2 separate regions of the Sus scrofa genome follow, and region 1 is linked to region 2. Evidence: chromatin contacts called from public Hi-C data. All regions are on one chromosome and are shown on one strand. The core of a region is the stretch at or near the end of the contact, and the rest is flanking DNA. Distances in the headings are between cores, read along the strand shown. Region 1 overlaps DYRK1A (dual specificity tyrosine-phosphorylation-regulated kinase 1A). Region 2 holds the start of DSCR3 (Down syndrome critical region protein 3).

Evidence for each region. Hi-C and Micro-C count contacts between places; a contact is called where the count stands out from the background.
Region 1: a Hi-C map of embryonic fibroblasts shows a contact between it and region 2, with 2.0 times the contacts expected there. The contact joins the enhancer-like site here to the promoter of DSCR3 in region 2. A contact is called at or near these places in 3 of 47 Hi-C or Micro-C datasets (alveolar macrophages, embryonic fibroblasts and mesenteric adipose tissue) and 2 of 2 datasets of contacts at active chromatin or transcription factors (alveolar macrophages and skeletal muscle).

The regions. Positions count from the first base shown.
Region 1 is chr13:201,120,087-201,125,731 of Sscrofa11.1, forward strand. It overlaps DYRK1A (dual specificity tyrosine-phosphorylation-regulated kinase 1A), which reads left to right. Exons shown (of 12, transcript XM_005670334.3): 3 at 1,597-1,793. Among named protein-coding and RNA genes, the nearest start is that of DYRK1A, 110 kb to the left of the region's middle. Within about 2 kb of position 3,920, at least 7 of the 83 cell types and tissues checked have an H3K27ac peak or open chromatin away from gene starts, as enhancers often do. A contact at or near this core is called in alveolar macrophages and embryonic fibroblasts, where this site is marked.
Region 2 is chr13:200,923,104-200,928,609 of Sscrofa11.1, forward strand. DSCR3 (Down syndrome critical region protein 3) reads right to left here and starts at 3,901. Exons shown (of 7, transcript XM_005670333.3): 1 at 2,852-3,901. The coding sequence starts at 2,908.

The DNA.
Region 1 (5,645 bases), core at 2,670-5,169, 200 kb after region 2:
GTGCAAGATTCAGGTAGAGACTGAGTGCTCCACACGAGGTGTGCTGGCGCCATCATCCTTTATGTTATGGTACAGGAATTGCAGTTGATGTTGTCTCTTAATTGCCAGAACTCTTCTAAGCACCTTACAGGTATTAAAGCACAGCTGTTTGAGGTAGATTGTTATCATTATCAGGAAACCAAGTGTGCAAGGTCACACAGCTGGTTAGTCTGGGGCTGAAATTTCAAATTGCAACAGCCTAGCTAAGAATCCCTGCTCTTCACTTTTGAGCCATTGCAGCTGTATGTTTCAAAACAAGTTGACTTTAGGAGTTCCCATCATGGCTCAGTGGTTAACGAATCTGACTAGGAACCATGAGGTTGCGGGTTCGGTCCCTGCCCTTGCTCAGCGGGTTATGGATCTGGCGTTGCCGTGAGCTGTGGTGTAGGTCGCAGACGCAGCTCGGATCCTGCGTTGCTGTGGCTCTGGTGTAGGTTGGTGGCTACAGCTCCGATTCGACCCCTAGCCTGGGAACCTCCATATGCCACGGAAGCGGCCCAAGAAATGGCAAAAAGACAATAAAATAAAATAAAAACAAAACAAGTTGACTTTAGAAAATGTACCCTGGTTTTGAACAGTGTAGTGTGTCGTGTGGTGAGAGTTCACTGGTTTACTCAGGAAGACAAGCCCAAGTATTCTGGGCTGCTGTTGGTTGACTAGGGTGTTTTTATGCTTTGCGTTTTGGTTCTAGTCTGTGATAGCAAATTTAGTTGAATATAAGAAGAAAAGTCCTTGGATGGAATATGGGCATTATTGCTTATTTTTCACTGAAATAAAGCAGTCTGATTATTATTTTAAAAGAAGAAGAAGAAAAGTATTTTTTTCTTATACAAGTTAACTACCAAATACTTCTAGGGACCAAAATGTTAATTTTCCATTTCTACTGTGAAAGTTACGACTCTGGTCCCAACCTACCTGTGGGGTAATTATTGATTGTTCATTTTTGTGGCAAGCTTGCCTGGTCTAGGTTCTCTTAGGACTGTCAGAAGAGTGCAGAGGAATACAGCAGTCTGCGAATTTGTTTCCATGTGTTGTGCACTCAGCCTTTAATTACTGTGTCCACAGTGAGCCCCGCTAGGGCGCCATTTTCCCCCGGACTTGGGGGATATTAGGGCTGTTGATCACCATACACATGGCACGGGCAAAGCGGAATCTTAGCAGTGTTCCTTGGCATTGATTTCCAAAGAGCTGATCCATTGGACAGGTCCTTTGCAGGAATTCAGAGATTACTTTTGCAACTTATGGTTCTCAATTGATGGAAATCTCACATGTGAAAATGAGTATTAAAGGTTATTTCCATTGCTTTACAAAAAAGATTTGCTTGCAGTGTTTTCTTAAAACAGGTTTATAGATACTCATTACAATTGGTATTGTATTTTATACCATTTAATGTCCAACAGTTGTGTTGAGTGTCATATCCTCATTGGTAGTTTTAAAGGTGTTTAATATTGTTGAACATCCTAAAGTCCTTGTTTAAAGATCTATCAAATAGGTCAGAAGATACAGACATTAGGATATGAATGCGTCTTTTAAACCTCACTTACTATCTTCTTATAGGAGGAGAGACTTCAGCATGCAAACCTTCATCTGTTCGGCTTGCACCGTCATTTTCATTCCATGCTGCTGGCCTTCAGATGGCTGGACAGATGCCCCATTCACATCAGTACAGTGACCGTCGCCAGCCAAACATAAGTGACCAACAGGTTTCTGCCTTATCTTATTCTGACCAGATTCAGCAACCTCTAACTAACCAGGTGAGTTCATGACGTATCAGAAATGATTTGTTAGAATGGTAATTTATTCCTTAGAATGGTGTAATAGTAAATGGGCAAAATGCCTTAATGCTTTTCAGTTTTACATGTCACATGGGATTCCCTATTGACAAAATATGGTGTTAAGTTTCCATTAAAAAGTGTGTTGTTGTTTTTTTCTTTTTTCTACGTATTTCACTCTATAGTTAAAAACACTTACAACAGCATTCTCTCATTTTGCAATGGGGGGGAAGATTTTTGCTTTTTTAATAGCCCCATTCATGTCATATATACATTCCCAGGCAGGGATGGAATCCAAGCCACAGCTGTGGCAGTGCTGGATCCTTAACCTGCTGCACCACAGCAGGAACTCCCAAAAAGTTATTTTGAAAGAATATTAATTAAAAAAAGGAAACAAAGCTTATTTTTATGGAAAGACGGTTAGATGGAAAAGCATAAGTTACAGCAAAACAATTCCAATTCCGTTGTAGCAGACACATAGAGCTGATTTTACGCTGTTGGCAACTTTGGTATGCATTTATAAAAATTAGTATGAAACTCCTTAAAATTAAAAAGAGGAGTTTTTGCTGTAGCACAGTGAGTTAAGAATCTTACTGCAGCAGTTTGGGTTGCTGTGGAGGCATGGGTTTGGTTACTGGTCCAGTGCAGTGGGATACAGAATCTGGCTTTGCTGCTCAGATTCAGTCCCCCGCCTAGGAACTTCCATATACCTCAGGTGCAGCCATTTGAAAAAAAAAAAAAAAAAAATTGAAAAAATGTTAATGTAAATTAACCATGCCGATCATTCTTACATTCAAACTATAGATTTCAGCAGTTTTCCATAAGATGGGTAGTACAAAATGAATAAATGCTGAAACCTCTCAGTACACATACATACGTGTGCACGTGTGCGTGCGTGTGTGTGTGTGTGTGTGTGTTTACTAGCTTTAACTGCATCCATTCTGTTGATTTCTGGTGCGGGGAGAATTTTTTTTACTAGCTGTAGTTGTGGTAAAGTTTCTGTGCCCATTGAGGCCATGTGATGAGTGCTGAAAATGGCAATTTTTCCCATGTACTTAGGAATTTGGCTTGTCATTGTTCATTTAGGTCTTTTAATATGAACCAAAACTTGGAAAATATCAAGGTATTTCTATATTGGTTTATTTAAAGGAAATGTTTTTTCTCTAATTCAATAATACGTGGTTTTAGTGAGCTGTTGGCTGCAGTTAAGTAGCATTATTTGCGTACACCCTTGTATGTATTTTCGTAAGACTGTCAATAGTTGAGCGGAGTTTACATTGATAAAGTGTATATAGCACATGAATAACATTCACAGTTAAATAGTAAGATAAATTATGGTGGGTCTTAAGAATTTGTTTTATGCAGTAAATTGAGAAGTTGTATGTTTGAGAATTGAGCAGTTGGTCAGAATTGGAAAGCATTTAATCATGTACTGGAAGAAAGCTCTGGATGTCCAAACAGTAGTGATAGCACATGACTCGTTTGCATTGTATTTTTAAGAGAAAAAGATTTGGGTTCATTTTCCCGCTTGTTCAAAAGCAGCCTGTCAGGCAGGATGCCTGTTTTCAGTCTCTTTTACAACCGAAGGGACTGAGCTCCTGTTAGTGACTCTCCAAGACTGTAAGCTGCAGTCTCGGGGGGCCTGGCCCAGGCAGGCTTCTTTCTGCTTTCTTTCTGCTCATCAGTTCTAACACCTGGTGTCTATACGGAGGGCGAGGGAAAAAATCCAGAACTTTAAGGTCCTTGTTATGGTTATATGATTGTAGGAGGTAATTTAGTTAGCAAGGTACCTATTTTTAGGTACAACTAACATCTTATTTGTGGATTATTTATTTTCAAATAAGAGATAAATTACTTAGTGTTTCCATTTTAAGCTGTAAAATATTTTTAAAGTCTCACATAATGTAAAAGGACTTTAAGAAGTAATATTCAGCCGGATATTTCTAACAGACTCCAAAGATTTCTGAACCTAATAAGCTAGTCAGATTAAAAGCTGTCTTAAAACTGCTGTCTAAAGCACTAAAACTGTGAGCTGACACAGAGGGGTCTGCTAGTCATAAGACATGGACTCCAGGTCTTGACTCATGATCTTGGTGTGTGGCTTGAGTCGGGTCACAGAGCCTCTTCTGTCAGTTCTGGAATGTATGATTATGCTTAGACTAGAACTCCCAAGTATACTGTCTAGCTCTAAACTCCTGGAATTTTATTATTTGATTTCCATTGCTGCTTCTTAATCACCCTATCAGTGTCTTTAAATAAGTCTTATGTACAAGTAAATTGAAATGAGCTAACTTTAACATTTTATTTCTTGTAGTTAATCTTTCTCGTATGAGTGTTACATGTAAATTTAAAACAGTTTTCAAAAGATAAAATGTATTTGGAGTAAGTGTAGGAAAGTATGATCGGATGTTTGAAATGCTTTTCTAGTTTTCCCAGTACCTTTCACGGTTCTTAAAGCATGTGCTCTGTCCAGCTTCACGCATAGCTCTCAGGAGAGCAAGAAAGGGAGGTGTCAGGGTCCTCATGCACTGAGATGAGTGGTGATGTGAGGTAAACATAAAATGGGTAGGGTCGGTGTTATTAAACTAGAAAACAGTCTTTTAATAAAGTCCTAGCACATGGTGAATCTTTTCAAGAAAAGATAAAAGATTGTTTTTAGCTCCTGCAACTTACAGAGGTTCCCAGGCTAGGGGTCAGATCCGAGCTACAGCTGCCAACCTACACCACAGCCACAGCAACGCTAGATCTAAGCCGAGTCTGTAACCTACACCCCAGCTTTCGAGGCCAGGGGTTGACTCCACATCCTCATGGATACTAGTTGGATTCAAAATTGGTTGAGCCACAGGGGGAACTGTCTCCTGCCTGTTGTTGGGTTTTGTTTGTTTGTTTGTTTGGTTTTTTGCTTTAAGATCTGTGTCTTTCCCCAGAAAGTTCCCTTAATTAGGAGCATTTGGGGGTGTGTGGTTTTTCTTGGCTCCCAGAACCAGTAGGAGGATAGCTCAACAAGTTCCCTTTTGCAAGTGAGGACACTGGGGACTGGGGGGTGTCGTGGAGGGGAACTGGCTCCCTGCCACAGCATGGTGAGCTCCTGGGTCCTATGTACACTGGGTTTTTCACCCAGCTGTGAAAGGGAAGAAGGGACCTCGCCACCTTACATTCTTCTGACTTTGTGAGAAGTTGAAAGTGGACAAAGCATCAAATGCATAGGACTGGTCTGAGTCCTGGTATAGATTTATGACTGAGTGTGTATTTGGCAAAGTTGTTTTCTAATTCTGGATTTGAGCTTATGGCGCCACAACAGTGAAAAATGGACAGTTTGGTTTACCTAATACAAAATGACAAAGTTAGTGGAGAAAATGTTATTTAGTTTATGGAAATTGATTTGTTCTTTTCTATATATTCTGAGCATCTACTCTGTACAAGGTGCTGTTTGAAACACTGAAATACAGTCTGACCTAAAGACCAGTTTTTTGTGGGTGGAATGCATCTGGCTTATATATACAGATGCCCCTGGAATAGTAATTTCTGCTGCCAGAAGTATATAAAAAAGTAAGGTATTTAGAATTAGCTAATCAATTTGGCCTTGTAGGCAGTCTGGCCAGTTGTAGAAGAGACTAGCAGTATATAGTGACAGGTCAGGCTCAGTAGCACACATTTGTGTATTGAGTGTAAAAAACATTGTTAGTCAAGATTGTGTTCATGTTCAATTTCATGTATGTACTACTATACATTTTAAATTGATTTTTTTTTAATTGTGTGATTTTGGTGTTTTAAGTGAGCATAATGAATTATTCCTGAAAAGATGTAGTCACTGGTTCTTTTTTCCAGTGTTTG
Region 2 (5,506 bases), core at 2,651-5,150:
TAAACCACAGAAAACATCTCAGCTGGAATAACATCTTTGAATGGAACGTGCTAACTTTTGAATGAAGATAATAAGTTACCAAAGCTAAATGTACATATCACCTGTCACTGCCTATCTCAATTCTTACTTTCCTATTTCACAAGCTACAGAAAAATTAAGGGCATAGAATAGAGGAGAAATTGGAACCATCAGACACTGCTGGTGGAATGCAGAGCTGTGCAGGGGCTTTGGAAGTTTGGTAGGTCTTCAAAAAATTAAATACAAGTTACCCTATCACCCAGAAAATCCACTCCTAGGTATGTACCCAAGAGAAATGAAAACATGTGTCCACACAAAAACTTGTAATAGGAGTTCCCTGGTGGCACAGCAGGTTAAGGATCTGGCATTGTCACTGGTGTGGCATGGGCTCCATCCCTAGCCTGAGAACTCCCACATGCTGCAGGTGCAGCTGAAAAAACCCCACAACCACCTTGTACTAGGATGTTCACAGAAGAAGTATTCATAACAACCTAAAAGTGAAAAGAACCCGAACGTCCATCAACAGAAGAATGGAATAATGTGACATAGCCATACAACGGAAACTCTTCAGCCATAAACACAAAAGAAAAACTGACCCGGGCTACCACGTGACGTTGACAGCACTATGCCACAAGCTGTATGTTCCCATTTATGTGAAATATCCAGTCAGGCAAATCCAGTGAGACAGAAAGTACTTCCACGATCACCAGGGGCCGAGAGGGAGAGGGGATGAGGAACGACTGCTAATGGTATAGGGCTTCTTTTCGGGTTGATAAAAATGTTCTAAAATTAGATGGTGGTGACGCCTGCACAACTCTGAATGTATTAAAACCCCAGGAGTTCCCATTGTGGCAGTAATGAACTGACTAGTATCAATGAGGATGTGGGTTCAATCCATGGCCCTGCTCAGTGGGAAGGATCCAGTGTTGCCATGAGCTACAGTGTAGGTCACAGACGTGGTTTGGATCCTTCGCTGATGTGGCTGTGGTGTAGGCCAGCAGCTGCAGCTCCAATGTGACCCCAGCCTGGGAAGTTCCATATGCAATGGATGTGACCCTAAGAAAGCAAAAAAAAAAAAAAAAATCCAAAAAACTAAATTGTACGTCTTAAAAGACTGAATTTTATGGTATTAGATCTCAATAAAGCTGTTTTTTTTTTTCTTCGTAAAGAATACAAGGTAGATCCATACAGCTTTCAACTAGTTACCAATTTTTCTTTTCACAGCCTCACCTGCAGCATACGGAAGTTCCCGGACTAGGGGTCAAATGAGAGCCACACCTGCGACCTATGCCACAGCTTGCTGCAATGCTATATCCTTAATCCACTGAGAGAGGCCAGAATTGAACCTACATCCTCAGAGAGACGACATTGGAGCTTAACCCACTGAGCCACACCGGGGACTCCGATCAGTTGCTAATATTTTGGTACAGCTGCCTTCTTGCTCCTCACATGCACACACACACACAATTTATGGCTGGACCACTTAAAATTTAGTTACTGTGACATTTTACTCCTAAACAATTCAGCGTGTGGAGTAGTCTCCCACATAACCAAAATATGAATATCATACTGGGGGAATTCAACACCAATACAAGACTCTAATACATAGCCCATATTCAAATTTACTCATCAAAAATTAGGTATTGTGCTTGGTTGTCACAGCTTTCCTCTCTTGAATCTAAAAATACTGTTTTGACATATTTAAAGAATCCAGGCCAATTACTGCCTCGAATGTGTCTCAATTTGAACACACCTGTTTCCTCATGGCCTGAGTGAAGCACTTTTGGCAGGAACACTACACAGGTGAGTTGTGTCCTTCTCTGTGCTTCGTGCCAGGACCCTCTATTACCCTCCCAACATATTGTCAGTCTCATAGTGGTGAGTAAAGTGGTATTCACTGTTGGTCTTGGTTAGGATGATAACTATCAGATTCCTCCATTATAAAGGTAGCTTTTTCCCTTTGTAATGAATAATCTGGAGATGACCACTTGAACCTGTGTGAATAATAGCAGGCTGAATTATCTTGCACTCAAAGGTGTTAACATCCCTTTTGAGACCTCCCTGCATTCAGGTGACTAACGTCTACTCTCAATTTTATGCCACAGAATGTGAGACCTGGCTGGGATTTCAACCTGCACATCACGTCTTGAAGGGTGAGACCCGGGTCACTGTAGTTTTAAATTCCCGGAGTGACTGATACTCCTAAGGCTGAGATTCCCCAAGTTAGAGGAAGAGGAACTTTGCATCCTCATTTGGCAAATAACAGAGGCCTGAGGAGGTTAGGGAGCCAGTGGCGCAAAACTTGTTAATTGCATAATTAAGATTTTTTGACTCGTATTTTAAAACGATATTCCTTCTTAAAACAACAAAACCAGAGACATGAATAACTTTTACACGGTTTTTAGAGCTGACCAAGGCCTGCGTATTTCTGCTTCCAATTAATTCTGCCTGTTATGAGACTTTTGCATTCCCCTTAGAAGTGAGGAACGGGGCGTTTGGTCTCCGAGCTCCTCCGCCCTCAGTGGTCACTTAACAGCTCTAGCCCGCGGGCCCAAAGCCGAGCTGCACGGTCAAGGGGCCGCAAGCTTAGCGTTGGAGACCTAGCGCCAGCACCTCGGCCCTGCGCGGCTCCCAGCCGCGGAAGCAATTCCGGCGTGGACCGCTCGAACGGCAACCAACCGCACTAGCGAGACCGACCTGGCGGGAATGCAGCTGGCCGGGACGCACCTGGCCGGGATGCACCTGGAGGCGCGCCTCGCCCGGCCCAGGAAAGCCCAGAAATGCGCCGGACCTCGGAGACAACAGAACCTGCAGGCCCGTCCACCCCACTTACCCCGGCGTGATACACCTTGTTTGCTCTTTTAATCTTAATGTCCAGAGTGGTCCCCATCTCGAATAATCCGCTTCGGGCGCCACTTCCTGCTGCGCGTGACCAGAGGATAGAGAGCCGACACGCCCTTCCACCCGGAGCCCCGCCCCTTTCTCCTGTCCGCCGGCAGTTGCGTCACGTGACCTCGCGCCGGACGTAGCGTCGCCTCCCCGGCCTTCCTCCTTCCGGTGCAGGGGCGGGCCTTAGCGCAGGCCGAGGGGTTGTCACTTCTCGCCCCGCCCTCGCTGGGCGTGAGGGCGGGACCGAACTAACCCCTCCTTTTCCGTAAGACAGTCGTAACACCGGAAATACCCTGCTCCTCGCCCGTTTCCTAGAGGGAGGGGGAAACCCGGCTCTCCCGGCGTGCCCCGCGGCGGGGGGCGGTGCCGAGGAGGTGTCGCCGGGGCAGCCTGTTCTGTGGCTGAAGCTCCCGTCAGGCTGTGCGGCGCGAGGAGTCGCTGCGCTATTGAGTTGGCTTTAGGGCGGTGATAACTGAGAGTGCCTTCCCTTCCGATCGCCTTTTTCTCGTTGACTTTCGACTTCCCCGCTTTCTTCCGGGGGCACTGAGGGCGAAGGCCTCATGTCCGTTCCGGGCCGGGTGGTCCTCCCTGCCCTTTCCGCGGCCCCGCACTCCCAGCCGGCAAAGAAGCGAGGAACGGCTCTCCCGTCCCCACCACCGGGCCCGGGGCCAAGGTCTTGGGGAGCGCGAGTGACCTCGACCGCCCCGCGGGAGCCGCGGGGGCTTGTGGGTACTCCCCCGGCGCGCGCCCTGGAACGGGGTGTTGAATATTCATATTCGTGCGCAGATTGTGGGGAAGCGCCGCTGGCAGGCCCTGGGTCCCGGCAGTGCCTGGAAATGAAAACGTCAGACCTGAGACGCACGTCGTCGTCTTTTTATTCCCAGCAAGAGTGGCTAGATAAACACAAGAAATACATTGCTTTCTGGAAAGATTGCCTCCAGGCAGGGCAGCAGTACGGTGCTAAGCAACACACTACGTTTATTGAAATAAAATCCTTTGTCGGTGTTTTAAACAAGGACTTTTCCAGTAAGAAGTAAATTTTTAATTGTTTTGATAACTAAATATAGTGAAGTGCTTTTTGTTTTTTAAAAATTCTTTGATTCTGGTATTTATTTTTTTTCGACTTTTACCTTTTAAGATTTTTGTCTTTTATAGTTGACGATATTTGTTTTTAAAGTGCTTTACTTGTAGGGTTACAAGAGAATTTTTCCACAATTTCCTGAGTTAGTATCACGAGTGCCTGTCTCTTGAGAATTTATTTTACAGGACAACAGTGATAGTGCTATAGCTACAGTAGCTTTTGAAGGTTGATACATGGATATTTCCCAATAATCAGGTCTCAGTTTTCAGCTCCTCTCTGGCCTCAGGGCTTCCCTCTCAGTCTGGGATAGCTTCCTGGCAACTCAAACGCAGCAATGCTAAAACAATTCATTAGGGACTTAATAATCACAGCCTGCTCTGCAATTCCAGAAGTGGATCCCTCGCCATCAAACCCATCATTTCTTAAAAACAAACAAACAAACAAACCAAAAACGGTGAAATACCAATCTTGGTAGACAATGCAGGAAACAGGAAAAGAAACACCTTACAAGAATCCACATTCTAAGCTTGATTGCTTCAACAAACCTGCTTTATACTTATTTTGCAACAGAACGTTTCTTGTTCTTCCAGGACAAGTGTGCTGTATTTCACTCATTTGTGTAGGTTGCACACAATCTATATGGAATGCTGGTGCACTGCAAAGAGCTTTATTTCCAAGCTATTATCGCTGTAATCAGTTTGTTGAGCCGTCTCTATGGGATGGATTCCAAATGGAAGAACAGTCCATTTTTCTCCAGCACTTCCCTTTTGAATCTTTTCTAGCCCTTACCACACCTTAGGTGATACTGGGACATTCTGGTCAATTTCATTACTAAAAATCAAACTCTGTCAAAGTGTCAGTCTCCTGGCTTGAGTGGGACCCTAGATCCTTAGTGATGGTGCAAAGGTGCAATTCATGGTTCTGGCTCTCACACTGTGTTCTCCACAAGGCCCGCTACCTCCTTCTGTTCCTTCCCCTGCCTTCTTCTAGAGATTGAGAAGGAGAGGATTGAGAAGGTATTTCACGGAAGCAGGGCTAGATCAGCTTTTAGTGTCCAGCTGCAACTGTAGGCATCTTTTGATAGAAGATGGGGTCCCGTGTTGTTTTTCGCTGTGAGTTTCACGCCCTTTCTGGGACAGGAAGAGAGGCCCTACTAAGCATCTTTTAGAGGATGCTGTGATGCTCTGGCCAGACCCTCTTCCAGGACTAAAGGGCATGTTCCCTGAGCTGCTCAGTGTTATGGTCTCAACAGCTCTCAGCAAAGTCACCGTTCAAAACTTGTTCTAGGCTGAAGAAAACTGCCCAAAGTCATGGTCCTTTTGGATAGGATTGCCCATATCTAATGCCTAGTCAATTTAGGGTACAAAGGCCTCTTTCCCTCACCCCAGTTTGGGACGACCTTAAAGGACAAGTATAGCACCAAAGCTCTGAGTATTAGTGTCTATCCCAACATATAGTAGTTTAAAGTAGGTCAAGAACTTAGGAGCAGCTTCACTCAGTTGTGCTGGTTCAAGGTCT